Regions from separate parts of the Mus musculus genome. Here all the other regions are linked to region 3. The links are chromatin contacts, called in public Hi-C and HiChIP or PLAC-seq maps. All regions are on one chromosome and are shown on one strand. The core of a region is the stretch at or near the end of the contact, and the rest is flanking DNA. Distances in the headings are between cores, read along the strand shown.

What was found. A called contact is a pair of places that touch in the nucleus more often than the background predicts. HiChIP or PLAC-seq counts read pairs in DNA pulled down with a chosen protein or histone mark.
Region 1: an H3K27ac HiChIP or PLAC-seq map of embryonic stem cells shows a contact between it and region 3, with 3 times the contacts expected there. The contact joins the enhancer-like site here to the promoter of Calb2 in region 3. A contact is called at or near these places in 15 of 39 promoter capture datasets (the 3T3-L1 cell line, 3T3-L1-derived adipocytes, the C10 cell line and 11 more), 1 of 484 Hi-C or Micro-C datasets (brain), 8 of 115 datasets of contacts at active chromatin or transcription factors (embryonic basal ganglia, embryonic midbrain, embryonic stem cells and 1 more) and 1 of 9 other capture datasets (embryonic stem cells).
Region 2: a Hi-C map of cerebellar granule neurons shows a contact between it and region 3, with 1.6 times the contacts expected there. The contact joins the enhancer-like site here to the promoter of Calb2 in region 3. A contact is called at or near these places in 11 of 39 promoter capture datasets (3T3-L1-derived adipocytes, the C10 cell line, HPC-7-derived erythroid cells and 6 more), 2 of 15 datasets of contacts at CTCF or cohesin (embryonic stem cells and stem cell-derived epiblast-like cells), 8 of 484 Hi-C or Micro-C datasets (brain, cerebellar granule neurons, embryonic stem cells and 1 more), 5 of 115 datasets of contacts at active chromatin or transcription factors (VIP interneurons, bone marrow-derived dendritic cells, embryonic basal ganglia and 2 more) and 1 of 9 other capture datasets (embryonic stem cells).

Annotation. Positions count from the first base shown.
Region 1 is chr8:110,517,765-110,521,619 of GRCm38.p6, reverse strand. It overlaps Hydin (HYDIN, axonemal central pair apparatus protein), which reads right to left. Exons shown (of 87, transcript NM_172916.2): 42 at 2,319-2,539. Among named protein-coding and RNA genes, the nearest start is that of Gm21283, 17 kb to the right of the region's middle. Within about 2 kb of position 1,704, at least 8 of the 459 cell types and tissues checked have an H3K27ac peak or open chromatin away from gene starts, as enhancers often do. A contact at or near this core is called in embryonic stem cells, where this site is marked.
Region 2 is chr8:110,536,402-110,539,951 of GRCm38.p6, reverse strand. Hydin (HYDIN, axonemal central pair apparatus protein) reads right to left here. Exons shown (of 87, transcript NM_172916.2): 49 at 1,439-1,647; 50 at 1,051-1,233; 51 at 114-233. Among named protein-coding and RNA genes, the nearest start is that of Gm21283, 36 kb to the right of the region's middle. Within about 2 kb of position 1,926, at least 4 of the 459 cell types and tissues checked have an H3K27ac peak or open chromatin away from gene starts, as enhancers often do. A contact at or near this core is called in cerebellar granule neurons, where this site is marked.
Region 3 is chr8:110,165,603-110,169,684 of GRCm38.p6, reverse strand. It overlaps Calb2 (calbindin 2), which reads left to right and starts at 1,473. Exons shown (of 11, transcript NM_007586.2): 1 at 1,473-1,641. The coding sequence starts at 1,548.

The DNA.
Region 1 (3,855 bases), core at 455-2,954, 350 kb before region 3:
TCCAAGACAGCCAGGGCTATACAGAGAAACCCTGTCTGGAAAAACCAAAAACCCAAAAAACCAAAAAACCAAAAAAAAAAAAAAAAAAAAAAAAAAGGAGGGCAAGGACCATGGATTTAACCCCTGAATTGAATAAGAGGGAGAGGGATGGGAACCAGTGCACATGTATAGATGGGTAGAGTGATCAGCTCAGAATCTGTCTCCAATTCATTTGGGTCTTGTCATGTTGAGCAGTGCAGGGTTGTGTGTGCTTTTGTGTGAGCTCGTGCACATGTATACATGTGGTATACAGGTTCTGATTTCTACTCTGACTTCTTTTAGGGTTACTGTTTACTGAGAGAGAGAGAGAGAGAGAGAGAGAGAGAGAGAGAGAGAGAGAGAGCTAGAGTCAGAACTGGGATTTTCTGCTGTCCCCAAAACATTCTAAAAGTCTTTACTTCTAGATTGATAGAAGGAAAACAAGCAAAACTTACCATGATGCCCTATTTTTAACAAATACGAGCATCGGTGTAAAGAATGTCATAGCTCTCAGGGAAGAGGGTTAAAGGCTGGGGCTCCCAAAGAAAACGAGCCAGGGGCTCCAGCTCACAAGGTACTATGAACACAAAACGCACTTATAGGGGAGGTGCAGATAAAAGACCTTGTTGGGCACCAGTTTAGCCCCTGAGATGCTCCGTCCACCTGTAGGTGTCTTCTCCAGGGCGGACATTGCTCCATTCACCTGTCCCATCTATATTCTGGTCTCCATTCCTGTTAGGAGCTAAATCTTTACTTAACCTGCATTCCTAATTTAATGCTCGGCTTTCTTTTTATGAAGTTCTATGAGCCTGTTGTATCTCCTCTCTATAAGGATCTTCAGCTATCTCTGTCCACCTTAGATACCTACTATGAAACACCTGGTGCCTAGGCAGCGTGATTCCAAGACTGAGGGTCTGAAGACCCTCAGATCTTCCCGTTCCCCCTCCATGTCCTCTAATTCTTTCTTTACTTTGGCTGGCCTCCTCTTACTGACGCCACCTGAACTGCCTTGTACCTAGTTCTGAGCATACCCTTCCTCTGCTCCAACGACAACTTCTTGTTTCTCTGTCTCTGAATGAGGCCTGCCAGGGGCCACTTGGGGGAACTAGTAAAACTGTGAACTTGAGGTTCTAGTCTTAGTTGGGCCGTCGGCATTCTCAACTCTCTCTTTATGCAGCACCAGTTTCGGGTCCCGTTGTGACAGTGGAGATATTTGTGTTCTACCAGTCCCCTGTAGGGAAGGCAGCCTCTAACCCCAAACTCCTCACTGCCTCCTATAAAAGACCATACCTCCTATACACATACATACAAGAGTGATAGGGTAAGATTTCCCCAACTTCCACCCTCCATCTCACATCTCCTATCCTTAGCTGTATCTTTTTCTTCTTTTGAACCTTTATGGATCCCAGAGGGAGTTATCTTTTAACTGATCAACCCTTTTCCTTTTCTCTTGGGATCTCATCTCTTCCTGTGTGGACCTTACATTTTGCAAGAGTACCATCCACCCATGCTTCCTGCTCTTTAAGAAGACGATAATATGGTCTATTCTGAGCAGAACACGTGGCTTGGGAACATAGACGTTACCATGGGTGACAAGTCCCCTGGGGCTGCATTCATTTCAGGCCTGCTTCCTACTTTTGCCTTTGTTTCTCTCCCAGTGACCACACACTTGACCTTGGGCGTGGTCCCTGGCAAGTCCTTCCAGCCCTTCCGCTCACATCTCAAGGGCTGATACTCACTGGCCCTCACTCTCTACCCACTGCTCATTCCTTGATTTCATTGGATGTCTCTGCCTTTAGCACGGCGTTTTTGCCAAGATGGCAGTTTACATTCCCCAGCATGTGGCTGGGGCCAAATGACTTCTTTATGACCTACACCGACTTTCCCTACAGCCCAGCACCACTTATTTTAATAGGACAATCCTTTATGTTCCTCTTGTACTGTTTGAGTCATAGGAGATTATTATTATTATTATTATGAGATTCTAAAAGGTTCAACCGAATTTCTCTTGTGGCTATCTCCTGTCACCGTTTTGCTCCAGGCAATTTGTGAGCATGATCGGCTTCCTCGTCGACTCGCCACTACTGCGGCTTGAGTGGGAGACCTTCCTTTTGTCACTGTCATCCCTCTGGGATCCAGTGCGGTGCCAGTAATAGAATAGTGCTTACTGGGTACCAGGTGGCTGTGTACTAGTTTCTGAAGGAGTGGTGTAGGGCAGCCACGGGGTGCTGGCCTGGCCGCAGGATGCTGTGAAGGGGGAGGAAGGATTCCCAACCCTCTTTCCAGGGATCCCTGCGTACCTGTACCTGCGGTGTTTCGGATTGGTGCTGGTGATGCTGCTTCTGAGACCCAGTAAAGTGGCTGTCCGCCTTGCCTTTGGGGAGCATCACACTCCCGCGCACGGTCTTCGGAACTTTGTATTCCTGGGTTATTAGAGTGAGCTCTGAGGTAAACCTGCCCAAGTTCTCAGTGCTTAGTCGTGCTGGTACCACAGTATTTTGGGTCATTGAAGACTCATGAGCTGCTGGAAGAAGGTGGGGTTTCAGTAAAAGTCACCATATGAAGGAAAGGACAGTGGGGGACAATACACTGCAGCCTATGTTACTCTCTTACAGAATACTGAGCAATCTTCATATACAGCTGACTGACCTGGGCGGGAAGAAGAGGCTCCACCCACTGAGTATCAGAGGATGGCTCCCCTGGGGTCCTGAGCTCTTTTGTGCCTGCATCAGTTACTTTTAATTTTTAATAGTTGTGATAAAATACTATGACCAAAGGCAATTTTATAGACTTTTAGTTTTTATTTTGGTCCCTACCAACTGGGACCAAATATTCAAATATTTGAGCTGTGTGTGTGTGTGTGTGTGTGTGTGTGTGTGTGTGTGTTAGGTCATTTCTCATTCAAACTACCATATTGCCCATCTTTTCTATAGCTCTTATAACCGTCTGTGCCCATTTTCTTTCTTGGCCCAGAAGCCAAGGGTTTCTTAAGTTGCGTGTGCACTAAGGCCTTGCCTTGACAATCTGACCCTTAACCTTCTGAGCTTTTGGGCAGTGGTAAGGTCGAGGAGCAGATAGGGCAGAGTTTTTTCTGCCCTCAGCAGAACCAACTCTAATGAAGAATGAATTAAACAAGAAGTATGTGGTTATTAGCAAATGGGACCTTCACTCATGCAGTTATTTTCTCCGTTTTGTTCCTGATTCTCCTTCCAAGCAGACTGCTACCTTCTCAGCTCCCTCTTGAAATAACCCACTTTCTAAAATTTCAGTTAAAATCTACTTAGATAAGCACTTGCTAGAGTGCCTTTGTGCCAGCCCTGAGCCTCAGAGTCGTCTTATGGCCCCCTTGCTTGACATATTTGCCCTGTCTCATTGTGCCCCCTGGGATTCTGACTTCAAAGATGGGCTGGGCACCCCTGAAGGAGACCAGGGGTGGAGGACACATTCTTTGTCTCATAAGCCAAGCAACATCAGTGGTCCTCTAGGTCTCGGGGAGACTCGGCCTCAATGCTCCTGCCAATCATCTCAGCGTATAACTCTCCAGGGCTCCCTCATAGCTACAGTTCCCCGCTGGCTTATCGTTTCCTGCAATTCCCTTCTCCCCTCTCCCAGTATTTGGGGCTATGTACAGAAAAGCCACACTGCACCTGCTGGAGGACTAGGGACGCCTAACTCCCTAGTGGAAAAAGTCACAGCTGAGTTCTACAGCAGTTATGAAGGGTGCTAGTCTTCTAACTTACCAGACTCTCCACCAGGCCCCTCACCAGGCCCAACATCTCTGCTTTGCTCCCCTCAGCTTCCTCAGAAGCACTGGCCACTAGCATCTCCCCTCAGTCT
Region 2 (3,550 bases), core at 677-3,176, 370 kb before region 3:
CGGAGTTTGGGGCAGTGTCAATAGAAGCCACGAGTATATAAGAACTCTACTTGCAGTATTCATGAGTTCAACCCCAAAGTTTGCAATTGACTTTGAAATAATGACATACTTACTTGTCTCTTGACTTTCCACAAAGCAGTGGCCCAAAGTAAAACTTCTCCATGCTCACAACATACTTCTTAACAACAACTTCTTTTAACTTCATGTCTTTCTTCCTCTGAGAAAACACAACTCTGAAATGGGGGAGAAAGGGGTAAAAATAATGATACACAAATGTGTATCCTACAAACCCAGCGTTCAGTGTCCTACAAACCCAGCGTTCCCTGCTCAGTGAAGGCTCCCATGTCTGAAGACAGCTAATGTGGGGATCTCCATGGAAGCTTTATCCCCTGCTTTCTAAGAGAAGATGGAATGTCTTGAACTTGAGAAAAAGGCTTCCAGGGCCGAGCTGGATAGTCTGCCCCAGAACACCCCAATAGAAAAAAAGCCAGATGAATCTCTAGAAAAAAACTATTAAATAGTTTCAGTGCATAATAGTCAGCTTCTCAGTTCCTCAGTAAAACAGGGCTCCTGGGCGAGAATTACACAAAGGACAAGCTACAGAAAGCCCCTCGCTCCAGCAGGGAGTCACCTTTTCTAGTTTGCTCCCCTGAGGTGCGTTTATGTGAGACCTAAACTGCACAGGGAAGTTCAGTGGCTATGAGAAAATTAGGGAGGTTCGTGTAACGGGAAGACACATCCTAGAGTAAAAGTGCTTTCAATCTGCTTAATTGTTAACTATGCAGACTCACTTGCCAGAAGAATACCTTTTCTCTCTATCTTTTAACTTCATGTTTATTCTGTTTTAGTCTGGAGATACCCAGTGGTGTCATGCCAAATATGTTGCCCTTATTTCAAGCACGCGCATGCATACGCACACTTGGAGGAATCACCTTTACCCGCTGAGCATTCTCTTTGGTCCCCATCTTGTTCAAAGTGATTTGGGGTGTGTGTGGAGTGACTCAAAAACACACTTTCCAACCTTTTCTTTCAAAAATAAAATACACTTACTTGGGGTCTCTGCAGATGTATGGGTAGGTGCAGACTCCGCGGCAGTAGAGCTGGTATTGGCGGCGGGTCCCAAGGAGCTCGAAATTAAACGTCTGGTCATAGTTGCCAACATCTAGAGAGGAGAAGTGCACTCTCAAGGTTACCTCTCCGTTTGGAGGCACAATCCACCGGAAGTGATTCAGCCTGAAAGGACCGTAGAGACATTTAAAGTAACCGTGTGAAGAGGACAGGAGAACTGCTTGGGACAGGTACTGCACAGCTGGGGTTAGGTATGGCAGGCTATAAGCCCCCTCCCTCACTATAACCCTGCACTTCTCTGGTGTACTTGACAGCTGTGCTCCCAACTTGGGGCTTCATCCTCCCTCTCCCTTGTTCCTGCAAGGCCTACCTGATGAACTTCTCCTGGGAGTGTTCTCCATCAAAGCTGTTCTGGTCTATGTCAGACATCGGAACAATGCTCCCCGATGTTCCCCCAGGGAGGCCTTTCCTGCTGGAGTAAGTGCGTCGTTTTTCCTTCTGAGTTTCCCGCACTTGCTCTGGTTTGTCTTTCAATTTCTGTTTGCTTCCCTTAGGTGGAGAGGGTTGTTCCTCTTGAGCCTGAATTCAAAACGGGCACAAAGGCTTAAATACTTCGGGCACACAGTAAAGACAGAGGTGCTTAGGGCATGTCTGCAGTCTGGTTGGTGAGCAATGGTCGTAGGAAAGGGTAGGGCCAGCAGTTTCCTGAGTTAGTGACAAGATCAGTGATTCTATGGGTACTCTGTTCCCTCAAGGAGGAAGCAGAAATGCTACAGCAATTGCGGGGAGAGAGAGAGCATATGGGATGAGTTTCAGCTCCTGGCAGGGTCCCACCATAGACAGCTGGGCATTCAACTTCCTTGGCATTGCCTGGGCCAGGTTTTCCGGCCACCTGCCACATGATGGCTAACATTTTACTGGTACAGTCCACTCCCCATCATTTCCTTTCGCCTTCTCTTTGTTCTAAGGACTCAAAAGGGACTCAAAAGAATCTCTTACTATTTTGGGAAGGAGCACAAATACACACACACACACACACACACACACACACACACACCAAGGTTATAAGCTAGTTTGAGTTGAAGAAAGAAATTAAGAAGACACTAGGAAGACTTCTCATGCTCGTAGACTGTCAGAATTAATATTGTGACAATAGGCCACACTACCAAGAGCTATCTTTGGATTTAATGCAACCCCTCTCGAAACTCTGAGGACAATAGTCACACGATAGAAGGACAATCCTAAGTTTATATGGAAGCACAAAGATCCTGGTTTGCCAAAGCATTCATGAGGAAAAAGAGCAACGCTGCTGGTCAGTTAAACTAGAGAGCGTGGTAACCAACCCATGTGACTCCATCACCTAACCTTGTCAAATATATAATGTAAGTTAAAACATCAATTGAGGGCTGGAGAGATGGCTCAATGGTTAAGAGCACGGACTGCTCTTCCAGAGATCCTGAGTTTAATTCCCAGCCACCACATGGTGGCTCACAGCTATCTGTAATGGGATCCGATGCCTTCTTCTGGCGTGTCTGAAGACAGCTACAGTGTACTCACATAAATGAAATAAATAAATCTAAAAAAAAAAAAAAGACCATCTATTGAGGGGAGACGGTGTCTTTACCAGACAGTGCTAAAAACCCCTGGGTGCCCACGTGTAAAGGGATGAGACTACACCCATCTTTTTCATCAAAGCAATTCAAAATGAATTAAGAACCTCAATGCAAGAATTGAAATTCTGAAAGAGAGAAAGGGAAGGACAGACAGAACACTTTAAGATACCGACATAGGCAGGGGTGGAAAGAGACTCTAACAGCTCAGGAAATCATTTCAAGAACTAACAACTGGACTGCCTGAAACTCAGGAGCGCTTGTTCAGCACAGGAAGCCATGAGCAGAGTGAAGACAGCTCATGGGACAAGAGGAAACTTTTTTTTTTTTGCCAGCTATGTATCTGACAATGGATTACTATCTAGAGTAGATGAAAAACCCAGAAATTAAAACACCTCCCACCAAACTCCAACCAATAAACAAGCAAATGAAATGGAAGTTACTTCTCAAAAGACCAAGTACAAATGATCAATAGATGCGGTAAAAAACAAAACAAAACAACAACCTCTTGTACTGGCTAGTTTTGTGTCAACTTGACACAGCTGGAGTTATCACAGAGAAAGGAGCTTCAGTTGGGGAAGTGCCTCTATGAGATCCAACTGTAAGGCATTTTCTCAATTAGTGATCAAGGGGGAAAGGCCCCTTGTGGGTGGGACCATCTCTAGGCTGGTAGTCTTGGGTTCTATAAGACAGCAAGCTGAGCAAGCCAGGGGAAGTAAGCCAGTAAACAACATCCCTCCGTGGCTTCTGCATCAGCTCCTGCTTTCTGACCTGCTTGAGTTCCAGTCCTGACTTCCTTGGTGATGAACAGCAGTATGGAAGTGTAAGCCAAATAAACCCTTGCCTCCCCAACTTGCTTCTTGGTCATGATG
Region 3 (4,082 bases), core at 224-2,723:
TATTTTACCATGGCGATGGAAAGCTGACCAGTGCTCCCTCTGATCAAGGAATCCTTTCCAAGCTCACCAGAGAGCACAAGCATAAAGGACAGGAACACAGACTCATGTAATCCCCAGAACAATCCAAGATGTCAATACCCACACACCCATTTTACAGACTCGGAAAGCCAAGGCACAGACAGGCTGTGTAAGCCAAACAACGTTGTGGAGGTTTTGTTGTTGTTTGTTTAGGAACTAGACCCGAGGAGTTTGATTCTATTGCAACTGTTCTTTAGGACTGAGCCTTCTTGCCTTCTCGAAGGCAAGACTCAGGCTGGGGGACTCTAGCTTAGTAATTTCTCAGCCCTGGCAGCAAGGAATGCTGGGTTACAGAAGCCCCAACAGTTAGCCTATTTTGCTGCGTCTTTCCCAGTCTGTTCTTGTAAACAACCTCAAACTGTGTGCCTGGGCAACACACCAGCAGTTTTGAAACTTGGGCTCCATGTTGCCCTTTGAGGTTAGCTCCGAGCTACCTCAACCTGACCCCAGGAAACAGCCTGCTCTTCTCCGCTCCCCCCCCTCCCCCCCACCCCACCCCGGGTTCTCCTCTCCCCTAGCGACCTGCTTTAGATTCTCACCTCCTTCTCTTTTGCTCTCCCTTCGAAGGCAGCTCAGCTAACACTCATTAGCACATGTTAATGAGCAGCAATTCAAGTCTCTGTCCTTCTTTTTAGGGGCAGGGTGCTTGCTGTTGCTCTGAAGGTAAGGTGTCCAAGAAGCAAGCACACACTGCAGACCTTTAGAGTAGGGAGGATATGGGACGGAGGCTGGCTCTCTGATTGAGGAGACCCCACGGTGTGCTGTGCTTGCTGTCTGTTTTCTTTAACAGAAGTTCAGCACATCTTTGGGTCAGAGTTTACCGCCATCTACCTACGGGACTACGGGAGGCTCCAGTCTGCTACTACCTGGATAAAGGTCTAAAAGTCTGCAGGATGTGACAGATACCGGAGGGAAGTGGGTTACTGAACAGTGGAGTAGTTCCTCCATTCCCATCTGAATCCTCATTGCACCTTGTCGATTCCAGTTGTCCACCTACGGTAAAACCTTGAGAACCCTGCTTTCCTGCAATCCTGGTACCCCTCGAGGGAGTCACAGGACAGGAAGAGTTCTGGGCTCAAATCTTAGCTTTGCTACTTGTTAATAATGCTATTGCTGCGACTAGAAACTGGGTGTGCTCAAGATGGACAGAGGGAAGGGAAGGCAGGAGCTGCCTCTCCCCATTTCCAGCTAAATACCTGCGGTGTCCCCGGAGGGCACCCAGAAGTCTCATTGAACACTCTCTCCCGGTCCCCAGGAACCCTGGCAGAGAAGAGCCCCCGCCCGTGCAGCGCCGCGCCCTGCGCGATTCCCTGAGTGTGCGCGCCCCCTTCCGGCGGCCCGACGCGGCGCAGCTCCGGGCTGCATATAAAGGCAGCGTGGCGCGCAGCCCCAGCGCGAGAACCAGAGCCAAGCGGCACCGAGTGACAGCGCGCTGAGAGAGAGGCTTAAGATCTCCGGAGCGGCTCGCCATGGCTGGCCCGCAGCAGCAGCCCCCTTACCTGCACCTGGCCGAGCTGACTGCATCCCAGTTCCTGGAAATCTGGAAGCACTTTGATGCTGACGGTCAGTAAAGCTCCCAACTTCTGGGCCCCTTGACCCTCGGGGACCTGAGCTTGGCAAAGGGGTCAGGGGCATGGCTCAATGCGGGTAGGTATGCTTCGCCCCCAAGTGGTTTGTTCTGTGGCAGAGCCTGCTGGGGTCTTGAGTTCGGGGAAATGCCCGGCTGCCCTGGTGGCAACTGTCAGTAAGTTTTCCCAATGCAGGGTGGCCAGGGCCCAGGTTCTGAGCAAGTCTGAGCGTTCCCAGAGAGGAGGCCTAGGCAAAAAAAGGCTCCCATGACACATTCCCCTGCCTCCTTCCTCACCTTTTCCTTCAAGCTAACGCCCTGCTTCCAGTCCCGTAGCCACAGGTCTCCAAACCTCACTCTCCCTTCTTGCTTCTTACCCCCATCACCAGTTTCAGAGGCTCGAGAAAGCTGAGCGTCCTGAAGGGAACCTGGGGGGAGGGGGCGGCTCCCCTAGCCTGGTTGGCCAGGAGCAGGAGTAGAGGATGCATTGGGGGCTTTTTTTTTTTTTTAAACAAACCAAGGCTTTCTTTATCTATTTTTTTTTAAAACCCTACCAGTATGTGGGTTTCCCAACTACAGCAGCAGCGGATGTGGTGGGAGGGTCCTGGTATTAGCCCCCAGCCTGCTACCTGGTAATATAGATTCCTGGGTACCCTGTGAGTCTGTAGATGGGGGTGGAGGGGAGTGGTGTCACACTCCAGTGACCAACACTCCACTACATGGTCTTGACAATGACCAACCCAAAAAGTGAGGTCCAGGTGAATGGTTTTGGAGGTGGCTTCCAGACCTGGGATTCTAAGTGTCTACAGTCTTATCTGACTCAAATATAAAAGAGCACACACACCACCCCGTCCCTCACCTCTCCTCTGTTCCCACCCCCCAGCTTCTGATATTGCCCGAGACTTTTCTATCACTCAAGAAAAGAAAAGGAAAAAAAAAATTCAATTCACCCTCCAACGCCTGGCTAAGATGAACACCCAGAATGCACTGGCATCTCAGACCTGTTGGCAGGGTGGTGGCTCAGTGGCCCTGTTTATCCCGGGACTGAGAGGGAGGGGGCAGGGAATAGTCTTATCGGTTAGCAACTCCCTACATTCTCTCCTTCCTCTCCGAATCCCCTTGGTAAGGTATGAAAGTGGGTGCACAGAGGTCCTCTGCTCCCAGTGTCTGCCTTGGCAAGGAAAGGGTTAGTGTCTGAGGATGCCAGTGGGTGAAGTTTCCTTGGAGGCAACTGAGAAAGCTGGAGGGGTTGAGGACTAGGTATCTGGATACTGGGGGGTGGGGGTGGGTGGGGGGGATGGTGATCTGCCCGAGAACTACTGATACTGAAGGTGGTGCCTCAGTTTCTCAGTCTGAAAAATGGGGCCAAGGAGAGGCTGCCTTTCCACTTCCCTGCTTCTGGTGCCCAGCTCCCTGATGGAAGGGGCTCTGACAGCAGCCTCACGGCCTCTCATCACTGCGTTGCACACGGGACATGCTTTGGCCAGTGTATCTGCACCAGAGACTTGGCGCGAGGCAAGGAAAGTTACCAAGCTGTCAGGGTTATACCACTGGCCTCCTGCTACATGAGTCAGCTAGAAACAGCCGACTCCACGTCTACTTTTCCCTGGGGGCCATCAGTGATCCTTTCAGTCATTATGAAAACCTTATATTTAGTCTGTTCTGAGATACCGAGTTTTCTAAAAGAAAAACAAACAATTGCACCCTTTTGGTCCCACCCTGAGATGCTTCCTGGCAGAGTCCCCTTGTGCAGTTGAAGATGATGCAGGACTTGGGTGGTGGTGGTGGCTCCCAGCTGGGGCTAGCGTCCATTCAAGTGGACTCCTACTAGGATAGAAAGAGGGTTTTTTTTTCTAGGACTAGCCCACAAAAGATCCTCAGCCCTGCTTTGGAGGTGGGGGGTAATTCCTTTTTATCCCAGAAAGGGACCCCTGCATACACACCCTCAAGGAAGTCCCAAAGTGGGCCCAGAACTGAAATCGATATGAAACGAAAGGGCATAGATGGAGAAACTGGGATTCCACTGAGGGATCTAGAAATAAGCCTGGGACTGCCTTTCTCGGTACCTTGGTGGCTGGCCCTCACCTTGGCCTCTTGAACACCCCAAGGCTGCAGATGAGCCCAGCCCCTCATCACCTGCCCTACTCTGGCTCTGTCTGAGCCTCTCTCTCTTTTTTTTCTCTTGTCCTGGCTTCTGTTTGCAACGTAGGGATCTGTTGTAGGTTTGTTACTCCACTACCTTAAAAACCTCTGGGAGACTCTCCACAGCTCCCAGAGTCCCTGGAGGAAGCTCACTGGAGCCCAGTTAATCATAGGCACCAGGGAGAGGAGCCACCTCGCTCCTGGACTCTTGTAAACAAAGGAGACTTTAGAAAAGATCTTGGTCCAGTGAGAGGAGAGCTGGGGCTGGGTGTGGTGACCCTTACTCAGCCCCTTT